3 separate regions of the Zea mays genome follow, and regions 2 and 3 are each linked to region 1. Evidence: chromatin contacts called from public Hi-C data. All regions are on one chromosome and are shown on one strand. The core of a region is the stretch at or near the end of the contact, and the rest is flanking DNA. Distances in the headings are between cores, read along the strand shown.

Region 1 (4,523 bases), core at 1,274-3,773:
TTAGTGCCGCCTGAAAACAGAAACCAAAAGCTTCTCCGGATCTGGCGGTGATTGCAAGATTAGTGCCGCACAAACCTGCTTTGGGCTCTCTCTGACACACTCGCTGTCAAAAAGGTTATGGCAACGACGATAGGGAGTAGCACTAGTACTCAAGTACCCTGTGCCCCCCTCCTCTTTCCACTGCCCGTTCGACACGACTCCGCTTCAGACGATGCCGCAGCAGAGACAGCGGAAGGGGGACGGACGACGAACGATCGCTTGCCAGTGAGCAGTAGGAGTAGGTACGTACGGCGGCGTACCACCCTGGGTACAGGCAAACGGGAAGCGAACACGGTAGCTGTCCGTGCCCGGGAGAGGAGCCGCCACTGACAGCAGAGGGCGTGTGCGGGGCGAGTGCCGACGCGGACTGGCCGCCTGACCCGCGTGGCAACGGCCAAGGAGGCCCTCAGCCCTTAGGACGCGACGCGCTGTAGCTGTGTCCGGCCGGGGGATTATTGGTGGTGATTGGCCCGCTTCCGTTCGCGCTTGTTCTCTGCTGCCGGGAGCCTGCAGGCTGCAGAGAGGAGGGGGGAAGTGCTCGAGCCGAGCTCGCTTTCTTCGTTGTGGTTTTGTGGACCGCGGAACTAGGCGCGTCCAAAAGCGGTAGAGTCGACTGACCACAGGACCGTCTTCGTCTTGCAGAAACCTATATTATCCAGCCGAAAGGGGGCGTAATGATTTGCCTTGCCTATATTTTCTTTGATCTCGCTGTTCTCATTGCATTTGATTCTTCATGGGGCCGTATACTCGCCTGCTTTCCTTCCTGATTATAATGTACATATGCCTCTAATGCAATACCGTCTCAATCAAATTTAGACCCCTCCTAGAGTCCTAGTTGCCACTTGCCAGCCGACTACCCCATGATGATGACTGCGCATCATTCCTTCGTTTCGGGCTTTCGGCTTCGGCATGGAGCTGTATGTGATGGCTTCGGCATGGAGTATTTTAGGTCCAGAGAGAGAGAGAGATCAGTGTTCTCATCCGGTGTTTATCTTTATTCGTTGCTAAACAAAAGAAGGAAGAGAAATTGAAACGAGAAGAAAAGGGACCGATCGGGAGGGATAGGCCCTGGCTGCATCCGCGAGACTTCTCAAGACCGAACGTGCGCGCAGATTTGTCGTACGTATAGTACTACGTAGTACGTACTGGCGCTGTAGTACGTGTAAGGGGGGCTGCTGCCACTGAGGGAGGCCTAGCTCTGTGCGTACTCCTTTGCCGTCTAGGGACTAGCTAGGAGAGCTACCACGCTTGACTACGAGCAGTCGAGCACGTACGTACAGTGCTCACCACTCGGGAATCTTTTTTTTTGGTGGCTGATGTACTCCTACAGGCTGCACAGCACAGCTTAGCCCAGGCTCCATCACTCTATTCAAGGAGCTGCTGCTGTTGTTGGTCTCATGTCCCGGCGACAAAATTCCCCATCCCTGCACCGCACCGCACTGGATTGACCACCACTATCCGACATCCGAGGCGTCCCTCTTTCAAAAAAAAAAAAAAAAACACACACACACACACACACACCTCCATTAGTCAGCTAGTAGTAGTATTCGTGAATTTCACCTCCTTTTCTCGAACACTTTTCAGTTTTCAAATACCAATATCCATCCGTGACTTGTTTTGAAGCAAGAGAATTGAAGGAGATTAAGGGGCTAGAATTACTTACTATTCAAATCATTTGCTTCCAAGTACGCCCTCGTGAGGACATGGATACCGTGGCAGTACTGTTTCTATGAAATTTTCCAGCATTGGTCAATGTCATGATCATCAAATAAAGAAGAGAGGCGTCCTTGTGATGGCCCCTTTTTTTTATAGAAATAATTATATACATATTACTCAACTTTTACAAAATTCGATAGCTAGTTTATTTGGATGCCAAGCTATTTAATTTTGAAAAAGTTAAGTGTCATGTTTCTAATTGACCCTTTTTTTATGGGTGTGGGCTCGCTCTCGTGCAGTCGCACTAGGGGGTTGGGCACTTGAGCTGAGCAGAGCAGTAAGCACCGGCCATCACTGTCACAATGTCACTCTCACGGTCTCACCTCACTCCCCTCATCCACAAAACAACGGTGACCGGCTGCCCCTGCCACGACACACAATCAACTAGGCGTCGGGACTATACATAACTCATTTTTAAAATTCCTGTCCATGTGTCGGGGAAAGAAAATAAGTACTAAGCAGTATCCGTCCTCCTGCTACCACCAATTTGAAATGAATTCTTATTATATATATTATATTAGTACAGTATAGGATAATGTATGTACATTATATAATTAATATATCTTTTGAAAATTATTAAATCCGGCTCTCCACCACTTCTCTACTCTGTGCGGCTGTGCCTGTCGTCTCTCCCTCTCTCCTCGCCTGTAGTATGTAGTGTACTTTCTGCACTTGCCGATTCGATTCCATGCTTCCATTGACGCCACGACCACGCTACATATAAGTGGCGTCTGCGGTGCCTCTCCTCCGACCCTCGTCCTCGTCCTCGCGCAGCCTCTGCTTCCATATAACTCGCTCACTGCTCGCGCGCCTCGGTGGGTGCAAACGCGCACAGGGACAGAAACAGAGACAGAGCCAGCCATGTCGACCACCACCCTGCAGCTGGTTCCGTGGCCGCCGGAGCCGGCGCGCGCCGCCGTGCTGCTTGTTGCGGCGGTCGTCTGCCTGTGGGTGCTTCTGTCACGCAGGCGGGCCGCCGGAGGGAGCAAGGACAAGGAGCGGGCGGCCCGGCTCCCGCCCGGCAGCTTCGGGTGGCCGCTGGTGGGCGAGACGCTGGACTTCGTGTCCTGCGCCTACTCCTCCCGCCCGGAGGCCTTCGTCGACAAGCGCCGCCTGCTGTAAGTCGTCAGTCGTCACACAATCACACACACACAGGGCACTTGCTCGCTTGCTGCACGTACCGTACGCACGTGCGTCGTGGCATGGCGCCGCATGACCGGTGGGTTTGGCGCGCAGGCACGGGAGCGCGGTGTTCCGGTCGCACCTGTTCGGCTCGGCGACGGTGGTGACGTCGGACGCGGAGGTGAGCCGGTTCGTGCTGCACAGCGACGCGCGCGCCTTCGTGCCCTGGTACCCGCGGTCGCTGACGGAGCTCATGGGCGAGTCCTCCATCCTGCTCATCAACGGCAGCCTGCAGCGGCGCGTGCACGGCCTCGTCGGCGCCTTCTTCAAGTCGCCGCAGCTCAAGGCGCAGGTCACCGCCGACATGCAGCGCCGCCTCGCGCCCGCGCTCGCCGCCTGGAAGGTTCGGTGCGCCTCCGCGCCGCCGCTCCGCATCCAGGACCACGCCAAGACGGTACGTACTACGTACGCCGCTCTACTCCTCTCCTCTCTGCAGCCCGCACCCGCACAGCGTCATGCTTCATTCAGGCCATCCTACAAGGCGTTGGCATGGTGGCGCGCGGACCAAGGGCGCGGCCGGTGTGCACACGTGCGCTGCCGTGTCACCACATGGAAGCCGCTATCCGAGGGGTGGGGGTGGGGGCGGCGGCCCCGTCGCTCTCCTCTCCAGACTCCACCATGCCAATTTGCCATGTTGCCATGCTCCACTCCACACACTATTGGTCTCCATGCGTCCGTCCGTGTGACTGTACTGTACGTGCGGGTGTGCCGGTGTGGTGGTATGGTATGGTATGGACCGTATGGTAGTACTGTACTACTATCTTTCAATGAAGAAAAAGAAAGATGAATGAATGGGATTGGGGGAAGTTGGGGCGAACTGCACACTGCTGCTGCCCACCTGCTCTTCTTCTCTCCTGTGACCCTCTCCCCCATTCAATTCCCCACGCGCGCGCCTTCATTACATGCCCGGTTGCCTCTGCCCCGGTGGGAGGTGGACATTGGACGACACCCCCGGTGCCACCCCAACACACGCGCGCGCGCGCACACACACACACAGAAATAAAAAAAATGTGCTTGGCAGCTGCAGCCTAGTACAGTTGAGACCACTCGGATCCTTTCTTGCACTTGTGCTGTCAAACAAAGCGCTCGCCCAGGACAGTAGGAAGAGCTAGAGAGGCTCAGGCTGCTCGTGATGGCTTGGCTCGCAGACAGACAGGCAGACAGAGAGATATCAAAACATTTGAGGGAAATGTTATTTGTGTATCACTGTGCATGCAGTACGCAGTGAGTAATGAATGAATTCTGGTGTGGCCAGCAGATCGTGTTCGAGATCCTGGTGAGGGGTCTGATCGGGCTGGAGGCAGGCCCGGAGATGCAGCAGCTCAAGCACCAGTTCCAGGAATTCATTGTCGGCCTCATGTCCCTCCCCATCAAGCTGCCGGGGACTAGGCTCTACAGGTCCCTCCAGGTATAGGAGGAGTACACTACAGAGCCTCTACGCGCTGCATGCTCGCTGCCCCTGCACTGCGCTGAATGGATCTGTTGCCACTTTGCCAGGCCAAGAAGAGGATGGCCACGCTGATACAGGGGATCATACAGGAGAAGAGGCGGCGGCGGAGGGCCGCCCTTGAGGATGGCGGAGAGGG
Region 2 (4,523 bases), core at 1,094-3,593, 750 kb after region 1:
CCAATTGAAGACAAACTTTATAATGTCCCTAGAATAACATGACCAACTGTAGGTCGATATAAATGAACCGTCGTGTAGTGAAAATACTCCTTTTCATTAAAAAAAATTCAACCTCATTATTATATTTAGGCTTGTTGATCGACCTAGGACAGTTGACCGATTTCTTTACCTTGATGGGGTCTCTTGGGGTTGAGAACTTCATGGCTCCTTTACTAGCTCTCATGTAAATCTCTAGGATTAGTTGCCCTAGCAAGTGTGATCCTCGCTGCATTATTTATTTTGTGGCTTTGACTAGATGATGTGTAATTGTTCTTTGCGTCAACAATGTACATATATCATTTGAACATTTTTTTTCTGAATTATCTCAAAAATTTGTATTGTAGGAGAAGGACCCGAGAGAGTATAGCCCTCGTACACCTAACAGTTGAGCAGGAGGCAGCTGTCAGCACCAGCCAATCAACGAGTTCTGGGCCGGGCCTGCGTATCCAACAGAACAAGAAGCATACCATGGCCCACCATTAGCAGAGAAGAATATTGGGCCAGTCCTGAAGACTTACCGGATGTCAACGTGTTCTATGCGCACTCTCTTGACGTTACTTGTAAAATTCTTTTAATAACAGGAAGAAAAAAAAAAGGCCAACTAAACTTTATAAGGCAGAGAGATCTGAAAACAAACGTTTTAGTTTAAACTCTGTTATTTAAGATTTGTTCACGTGGTTGTACGAAAGCAACGTGCGGGATCTGAGGTCGTAAGGTTGAATTCTCGCGGCCTCACGTGGTGGCTACTGGCTACGTTTAGGAGAGATTGCTGTTTTTTTAGTCGATTTATGAACTTCTAAAAGATTTCCTAGAGGCGGTCGACGTAGAAACCGTTGTTTTTTCAAGACTAAGACACACATGTAGAGTGGCTCTGTCTAGAAGTCATGTGTACAATAGCAGTGGGGTGAACTGGCTTGTTTAGGAGCAAAGCGTAACGAAGTGAACATTGGGTGGGGTCTAGAATCCCTTACTACTATTCGAGATTTAATTCGTCTCGCTAAACGATAGGGCGAGATGAGTCTAAAATCGCTAATTTAATAATTCAGGGTAGAATAAAAGAGAGGACTATATATATATATATATATATATATTGTCCTACCCAAACGGAGTTTGTTGGGCTGGGCCACGACGTCTCGAAGCCCTAGATCGGTCCACATTTCCTCATAGTTGTTAGCACACGGAGGGTTTAAACTTTGAAGTTTCATTAATAATAATCTGTGTTTGTTTTGGCGGGTCACGTATTCTGGAACTGTCAAGATCCATCAGTCGTCTTTTTGGCACAGCCTGCACTGCAGACTAGTTGACGGCCATTTGAGGCGAGACAGGGGCCATAGAAGAACGGCTCTCGGCGAGGTGAGATGGTAAGGGAAAAGCCAAAGTCAAACGGAGGAGCTGGGATCTCGAGTGGCATGAACCTTGAGGGCTTGAGGTGTGTGTGTGTATGAACGATGAAGCACGAATCTCTCTGGATAAGAGTCTGGCCAGGCTGCTGAGCTCCGAGCCCCAACAGTTTTGGGGATCCCTAAAACAAAGCATCGTACTACTGTACTATGGTTGAGCAACTGATTAGAGGACATCGTATGATTGAGCAATTAATTAAGGATCATGTGACTGTCAGGCAGAATCACTCCCTACACACACAGAGACAAAAACAAAACAAAAAAAAACTTGCTTTTAACAGGACCCCTACCGAACAGGCCACAAAAATATGTGTATTTTTGGGAGGAGGAGGAGGAGGAGAAATCCAATGGTTTCAGTTTCCAAAGAAAACCCCAACCAGAACAAAAGATGCTCGAGCGGATTAAAAAGAAAATGCATTATTAGTACAAAGCGTGAGAAGGGACAACAACATAAATCCTAGCCATGGTGGATCCCTACCTAAGCTAAGCAGCGGCAATAATAAGCGTAAAGAATGTGGAAAAGGAGAGGTCAGGAGAACCAAAAGAAACTTTTTTCCACCTCTCCTGTGATCGTGATGAAAAGCTTGGCATTCTGCAGTCCCTCCCCCCCCCCCCCCCACACACACACACACACTCTCCACTCCACAACAGAAACACAGCAGCCAGCCAGCTTCCCATTCCACTCGGCCATTGACTCTGGAATCTCACCGCACGTCGCACCCTTCAAATTCTCTGTATTTACACACCAATGCCCTCGCCTGCCTGCGCTTCCGTATTTGCGCAGGCGGGCCCAGCAAGAGAAGAAAGGAAACCCGCGGCGCTCTCGAATTCTGATTTCTGCAGCCTGCGCCGCCCTTTGCTTTGCTGCCGTAATCTCCTCCTCGTCGTCTTCTTCCGATTCGCATACGTCTACGATACGCCCCCTCCCCCTCCCCCGCCGCGCTTCGCTACATTCTAAACTTTGCGTCCGTTATACAGATCGGTGGAAGAGATAGAGAGAGAGAGAACAAAGGGGAGCGGCAGGCGGCAGGCAGCCCGTACGGCGGTGCGGGGGGAGCGGCGTACTACCGTATCCCACCACCACCCCCACCGGCACGGGGCCGCGTTTACCGGGTGCGCGGCACTACCACGCACGGGCCCTTTTTTCTGGTGCGCGCCCTCAATGCGCTATTGATACACCCCCTGGGCTCTGGCTGGCTAGCTGGCTGGCCAGGCTCCTCCTCCTCGGCCTCGATCCGCTTCTCCTCCTCTGCCCGCCTACCTGGAGCGGGGAGCGGGAAGAGCGGCGGCGGGAGCCCGGCATTCTGATCCGCTTCTCCGCGCGCAACACCGGCCTGCCGCAAATGTTAGTTTCTCGCAGCTCTGACCTCTCTCTCTCTCTCTCTCTCTCTCTCTCTCTCTCTCTCTCTCTCTCTCTCTCTCTCTCTCTCTCTCTCTCTCTCTCTCTCTCTCTCTCTCTCTCTGGCGCCAGCGCGCAGGATTTTTCTTCTTCTTCTTCTTCTTTTGGCATGGGGGTGGGGGTTCATCGGTCTTCCCGAACCGCTCCAGGTGTTTCAGTACTCTGCGACGTACCAGCTTAGTTCTTCAGGGCTGGGGTTTTGGTCGATCCGCTTCTCTCCTCAAAAGGAAGGCAAGTAGTCCCTTGGACGACGATCCATCGCACCTTGGCGTCGCGACCTCGTTGTTGCTTGCTTGGCCGTCGTCAAAGTTTCCGCCTCTGTGCTCCGGATCGGTTTTCCTTTGGGCGGCAATCGCGTTCGCACTCCTCCTCGCTTTTCCCCATGCCATTTGTGCGCAGCTCCGTTCGAGGTTTGCGTTTGGTTCGTGCTTTCGATCGGCGCAAGTATTACCTTTCCCCCCCTCTTCTCGTTCGATTCGATCGAAATGTTTTCGATTTGCCCGTCGATTTTACATTTGAGGTGAGACGTGTCTCAGGCAGGCTGGCAGGCTTGTGGAGAAGCCGCAACCCTTCTCACTTTTTTCTTTCCTTTCCCTTATGGAAAGAATATAAAAGCCGCGATCGTCTTGATTGGATGCGACTTTTTGGATAAGATGAGGAGATGTTCTTTGTTCGTGCATTCGTGTTCTTCTCGACCATTTAGGGCATGTACAGTGGGTGTTTTAAGTTGTGTCTTACAGCGTGTCTAGGGGGGTGAATGTAAAAAAACTCAAGACATGTATCTTGACGAAGACACAGTGTCTTAGCTCTATGTTCGAGACAGGAGACTAGCTGATTGGTCACTTTAATTTATTGAATGCTCTGATTGGTACAATGAATATCGTAAGACACATGTTTTAGACATGACCACTGTATTATGTTGTGTTTTAGTTGTATCTTGTACTTGGAGTACCGTGCAGCAGTATCTGGGTTGTACATGCCCTTACTGCTAAAATTGCTCCCTGTTTGATGCGGCGTCCCCTGAGAAGTCACGGACAAACTTGGCAGCGATAGATCTTTCATCTTCGTACGCAGTGGGGGGCGATTGGTCAAATCGCAGACAGTGTCTCGGACGTCGCCGTGCTTGGTCCGGTCATCCTCATACTGTTGCAGCTTCTCATGGTTAAACGCGTATATATTTGTCAAAAGCCGCGCGTCTGCACCCCCCGTTTCACACCTGTTTTTTTTTGCTCCCCCACCCCGATGACATTGGAAAGAGTCAAAGGCCCTCAATTTTGAATTGCTGGTGGTGTCTATTATTTCAATCGTGTTTCGGTCACTACTTGCTATGGTTGAAGTTGAACTAGCCCTTTTTCTAGTGCAATAATTGCCAATATAATAGTTAGCCGTTGCGCAGCCTGTTATGTTTACAATTTCGCCTCCATTGTTGCTCTATTTTAGGATTCTTGGGAAGCCCTGTACCTGACTACTGGATCCACTACCAAGCTCTTCAAGTTCCAGGATCCATTCCTCTTTGTCGGGCAAGAGCTCTTGGCCTCTGTGGATTATCAGCCTGATTCACAACTCTCTGCAAGAATTCGAGCGCAGATGGGCCAAGAAAGCGCGGCTGACGCGATTCCTGGTTTGATGGTTTCTGTTGGTGTTTCGGGCTAACAGACTCTCTTTTTTTTGTTTACTTCCTCAAA
Region 3 (4,523 bases), core at 1,163-3,662, 540 kb before region 1:
ACACGTATTCATTGCTACAAAAGACAAGGAGGTAGTTTGGTAGGGCACCGTCTCCTTCTATTACAGACCAACTTTTCTAGTAGAGTTAAAACTATTTTGAGAAAACATTTAGGTCCCGTTTGTTTCGTTGGAATTGAATTCCATTTTAATAATTATAATTTAGGTAAAACTAATTAAGTTAATATATTTATATATGTAATATATTTGTATATTATCCTAAATTATATGACATAGATATTTATATACTACATTTATGTTATAGCGAAGCAAGTATAAGAGCGTGCTATAATTTGTACATCGGAAAACAACATGTAAATCTATAGAATCAATTTTCATCTCTCATCCCATGAATTTGAGATAGACTTATATGATAACTTTGGGAAGTGGTGGAATGTCATGTTCTAAAAAAATAGCATATTCTATTAGTAAGATTTCAATTCCTCAAAAATAAAAGGAAACAAACGGGACCTTAGAAAAATCTTCTAGTGACGTCTTTGTAGTATTGTGCATGAACTCTATGAGAAAGATACAAACGAAACCATATTTTATGGTTATAGCTTCCGAGTAAAAATACCATTAGCTCATGAAGTATTTTCGTAAGGAGCTATTTTCATGAGCACTTTGCTATTATAGATAAAATCTTAAAGTTATTTTAAGCCATCATTGGTTTTTGTAACAGCAAGTCCACCTTATCAGTAGATTTTAGATCTCATCGTTTCGGTTCAGGTAGCGAGAAATATAGAAGATATGTATATTCCAAATTGCCGGAATATAGCATGTTTTTTTGTTTTTATATCCTAAGCAAAATCTGACGTTGTCAAGCCACATAAAATTTTGTTAACATGTATAGTATCAAATGAATTCCTACAAGACTCATGTTGTAGTTATTTTGATGAAACTAACTTTACCCTAAAAATTAACGAGGACCAATATTTGATTCTACTACGGAATTACGGATGCCTCCAGAAGACGTTTTGGAAGTTTATCGGTGAAAAATATGACCGATCAATGTTGGTTTGGGGATCTCTAGATTAAAGATGGCAACCGGGTAGAAACCCATTGGATATCTCTTGCCTAAACCTATACCCCACAAAGAAAAACACGCCCACTAAAAAATTCATATCCATGATAGGTATGAATTTTTGCCTAAACCCATACCCATACAAGTTTTAGGTACCTAATAAGTTTCCATACCCACTAACATCAGCATGAAAATACTTGATCTTGTAAATGACAAACAATATACCAACAAATAATGATAAAAAGAAACAAGTGATCAAAATATACTTTGAACTTTTATTACAAGTGGAACAAATTGAATTAATAACATTACGAATTACATTTGTAAGTTATGTAGGTTTTAAGACGGGTAGTGCAAAAACACGTATCTATCAGATTTTTACGAATCCAATAACAAATTCATGGGTAAGAATTTAATCTAAATCATGCCCTAATATAGAAAACCCTATCAGGTTTCGATTGGCGAGTACCCACTACTATCTCTACTCTACATCAATTTTGTCGATCCAGTCCAGATCTATTTTAACATTAACATATGTAAAAAGTTTGCTAAGTGATCCATGACAGTACATCTTTCTTACCTCGTCCCTCTATTTTTTTCATTTAAATAACCATTATAAATAAACAAACATTTTTTTTATATTTCTTCATCCTCAAATAACTTCTCTATAGCTTGAACGATACTTTCAAAAGTTAGTTCCGCTCTCTATATGACGAGTGAGAAATAATCTTCAAATGAGTTTTTGCACAAAAAAATATTTATTCATATAAAACGCAAGGACTAGTTTGGTAGGGCACCGTCTCCTCCTAAAAATGATAAACTTTATATAGTCATTTGGAACGGATGCACAACAAGAGCCGCAAGAAATATAGAGTACCCCTATTCCAAATGGCCAAAATATTCCCTTTTTATTTTTATATCATAAGTAAATTTTGATTCTGTCAAACCTCATAAAAATATGTTAGCATTGATAGTGTCAATTAAATTTTTACGAGACTTATGCTATAGTAAATTTAATGATACTAACTTTATCCTAAAATTTAAGGAAGACTATCGTTTCGTTTGCTTCTGCTAAAAAAAAGCTCACAAACGAACAGTTCAAAGGTAGCGATCGCCAGACTTCGCCACGTGCTTTTTCGACTGCCACAGACCCATCCACCGGCGGCCCAAGACCCACACACAGCCCAAGGCCCAAGCTGCGCCGCGTCCCTCTCCCGAATTACTACTTCCCCCGACCCTAATTTTCAAACGCCCGAACTTGCGTGTGGCCCACCTGTCAGCGCCCCACCCACCTTCGCAAGCCTGCTCCAACCCGTCCCCTCCTGTCTTCCTCTTCCCTTTTCTTTCTCTTATATCCCTCGCCCGCCAAGCCGCGGCCGCAGTAGTGCAGCAGAAACGCAAACCGGCCACCCCGCCCGCACTCGCCGCCCCATCTCTTCCGCTCCCGTCCTCTCCGATCCATCCACGACGCGGGAACCAGCCTCCGAACAGCAGCTTCCCGCCGCCGGCCCCCAAGCCTCTGCGGGCGTGGTTGCGTCTCCGCGGTGGCGCCACCGGAGCGGCTCTTGCGTCCGAGAGGCGCCCTCGTGCGCGCGATTTTGGCCAGATCCGACCAGGTGAGCTCCGGTGCGAGTCTTAGCTCTGGAATTCCGCGGGGTGGGTGATCTCCGTCGATGTGGTTTCGGTGGTCTGCTTGTGGTTTTCTGCGCTGGTGTTGTGGAATCGAGTCAAGCGCGGCTGCTGGCGGCACGGAAGAAGCCTCTTCGCTGCTCGCGAGGCCGCACTGGCCTGGATCGCAGCTGCCCGCGAAGGCCTTTTCCGTGCGCCAGCATGGTGGTGCCCGTTTCGATCTCCTCCTCCTCTCCTCCTTTCTCCTCCTGCCGAACCCCGAAGCCGCCGCGACGCTCGTCCCTCTAGCAGCGGGTTTACCGCCGCTCTTCGCGCCTCCGTGGCACAAAAACGCTGCACGTCCACTATCTTTAAAATACTTCGATCCTTTTCACTGCATCTTAGATTGGACTAAAGTAAGCATGCGAAACTTTTCGAAGGCTGCCGGGAATTTCAGAACTTGTGAATGACATTCTTGTTTTATCTATATATATTTTGTCGCCCAGTGTTTCTTTGACTTCGGCCTTAACGTTCTTTCATTCTTTTTTGCTTGCAGCAATATTTGTCGATTCTGAACAAGCACCGTTTGATGGGCCCGGCAAAGGGTTCTCGAACAATTAACAAGACCATAGTAAAAGGATATGAAGATCAACAGCAGCATGATGACCCATCTAGTTCAAGCAAAGCTAAACAGAAAGTATGCATATTTATTTCTATTGGAAGCTCTATGAAAAATTATGGTTGATGGTCTGTAGATAGCTACCAGTAATTATGACATCATATCATCTAAATTGACATTCTAGTATTCAGTTCTCTCATTCATCAAGCTATTTTTTATTTTGCAGAAGAGGAAAATTTCAGATTTAGATCCCAAATGGAGCAAGGATGAACTTACACGCTTTTATGAAGCCTACCGTCAACATGGGAAGGATTGGAAAAAGGTTCTAACTGTTTGTTTCCCTTTGTTCTTTTCCATGATTTGTAAATATCAGTCAAGGTGTCATGGCTGTGTGAACTTTGACCGGTGAATTTGCTTATGCAGATCAGCATAGCGATAGGCGGTAAGTCGTCGGACATGGTGCGGTCTCTTTACAGTGCACATCGGGTGAGTCTGAACTTTGTAGCTCTTTCCGAAGTGCACCATCTCTGCATCCACTGTTTAATGGGCTTGTCACACTTAAGACAGTGTTTTTTGTTGCTCATATAAGATCATATAACATGTTGCAGAGATAGTACTTATTTGGATGTTCATGTTTTAATCCATATCTTCATAGCAAATAAATGTATCTAAGCTTCAGTTCAGCTTGAATACCATGTTGCACCTTATGATCCTTGTAGATTGACACATTTCATTTCTTTTGGTAGACTTTCTTATCTCTTCCAGAACATCAAGCTACTGCCATGGGGTTTATCGCGCTGGTGACTGGTCATCACAATGCTTCGGTTAGCTTATCTCGGTTACTTGTTCGAATTACTATTTTTTTGGATATGCAGAATGACCCTCAATTTCTTTCATTTATTATTTGATCAAGTGAACATTTGTTCCATATGAAGCTACGATGCTAAGCTCGTTATAATGAAGATCAGCACACCTGATCATCATTGTTCCAACATATCCATGCCAATTTTATATTAAATAAGAATAGCCATACAGTCTCTTTGTTTCATGATTTAAGCTTGCTTGGCTTGGTGCAGTTCTCCAAAGCTATCATTAAACATTTTTTTACCATTCTCTCGTCATAATATGTTGTTCACAACAATAAAATCATGATCATAGTAAAGTACTTTGAAATATGAATGCAACAGTAACCATTATCATAACACTATCTACATAACATTAGAGTAATAATCAGTCAAATGTCACCAACTTTAAATTTTAAATGTGTTTGCCCCA

The links. Hi-C and Micro-C count contacts between places; a contact is called where the count stands out from the background.
Region 2: a Hi-C map of ear shows a contact between it and region 1, with 1.8 times the contacts expected there. The contact joins the promoter of LOC100276483 here to the promoter of LOC100384722 in region 1.
Region 3: a Hi-C map of ear shows a contact between it and region 1, with 1.9 times the contacts expected there. The contact joins the promoter of LOC100217142 here to the promoter of LOC100384722 in region 1. A contact is called at or near these places in 2 of 25 Hi-C or Micro-C datasets (ear and endosperm).

Annotation. Positions count from the first base shown.
Region 1 is chr3:5,528,428-5,532,950 of Zm-B73-REFERENCE-NAM-5.0, reverse strand. LOC100384722 (putative cytochrome P450 superfamily protein) reads left to right here and starts at 2,523. Exons shown (of 8, transcript NM_001177193.1): 1 at 2,523-2,873; 2 at 2,992-3,331; 3 at 4,196-4,345; 4 at 4,435-4,523. The coding sequence starts at 2,617.
Region 2 is chr3:4,778,839-4,783,361 of Zm-B73-REFERENCE-NAM-5.0, reverse strand. LOC100276483 (putative protein kinase superfamily protein) reads left to right here and starts at 2,343. Exons shown (of 4, transcript NM_001360695.1): 1 at 2,343-2,784; 2 at 4,279-4,523.
Region 3 is chr3:6,067,785-6,072,307 of Zm-B73-REFERENCE-NAM-5.0, reverse strand. It overlaps LOC100217142, which reads left to right and starts at 2,412. Exons shown (of 16, transcript NM_001359646.1): 1 at 2,412-2,637; 2 at 3,186-3,326; 3 at 3,475-3,570; 4 at 3,672-3,734; 5 at 3,995-4,072. The coding sequence starts at 3,219.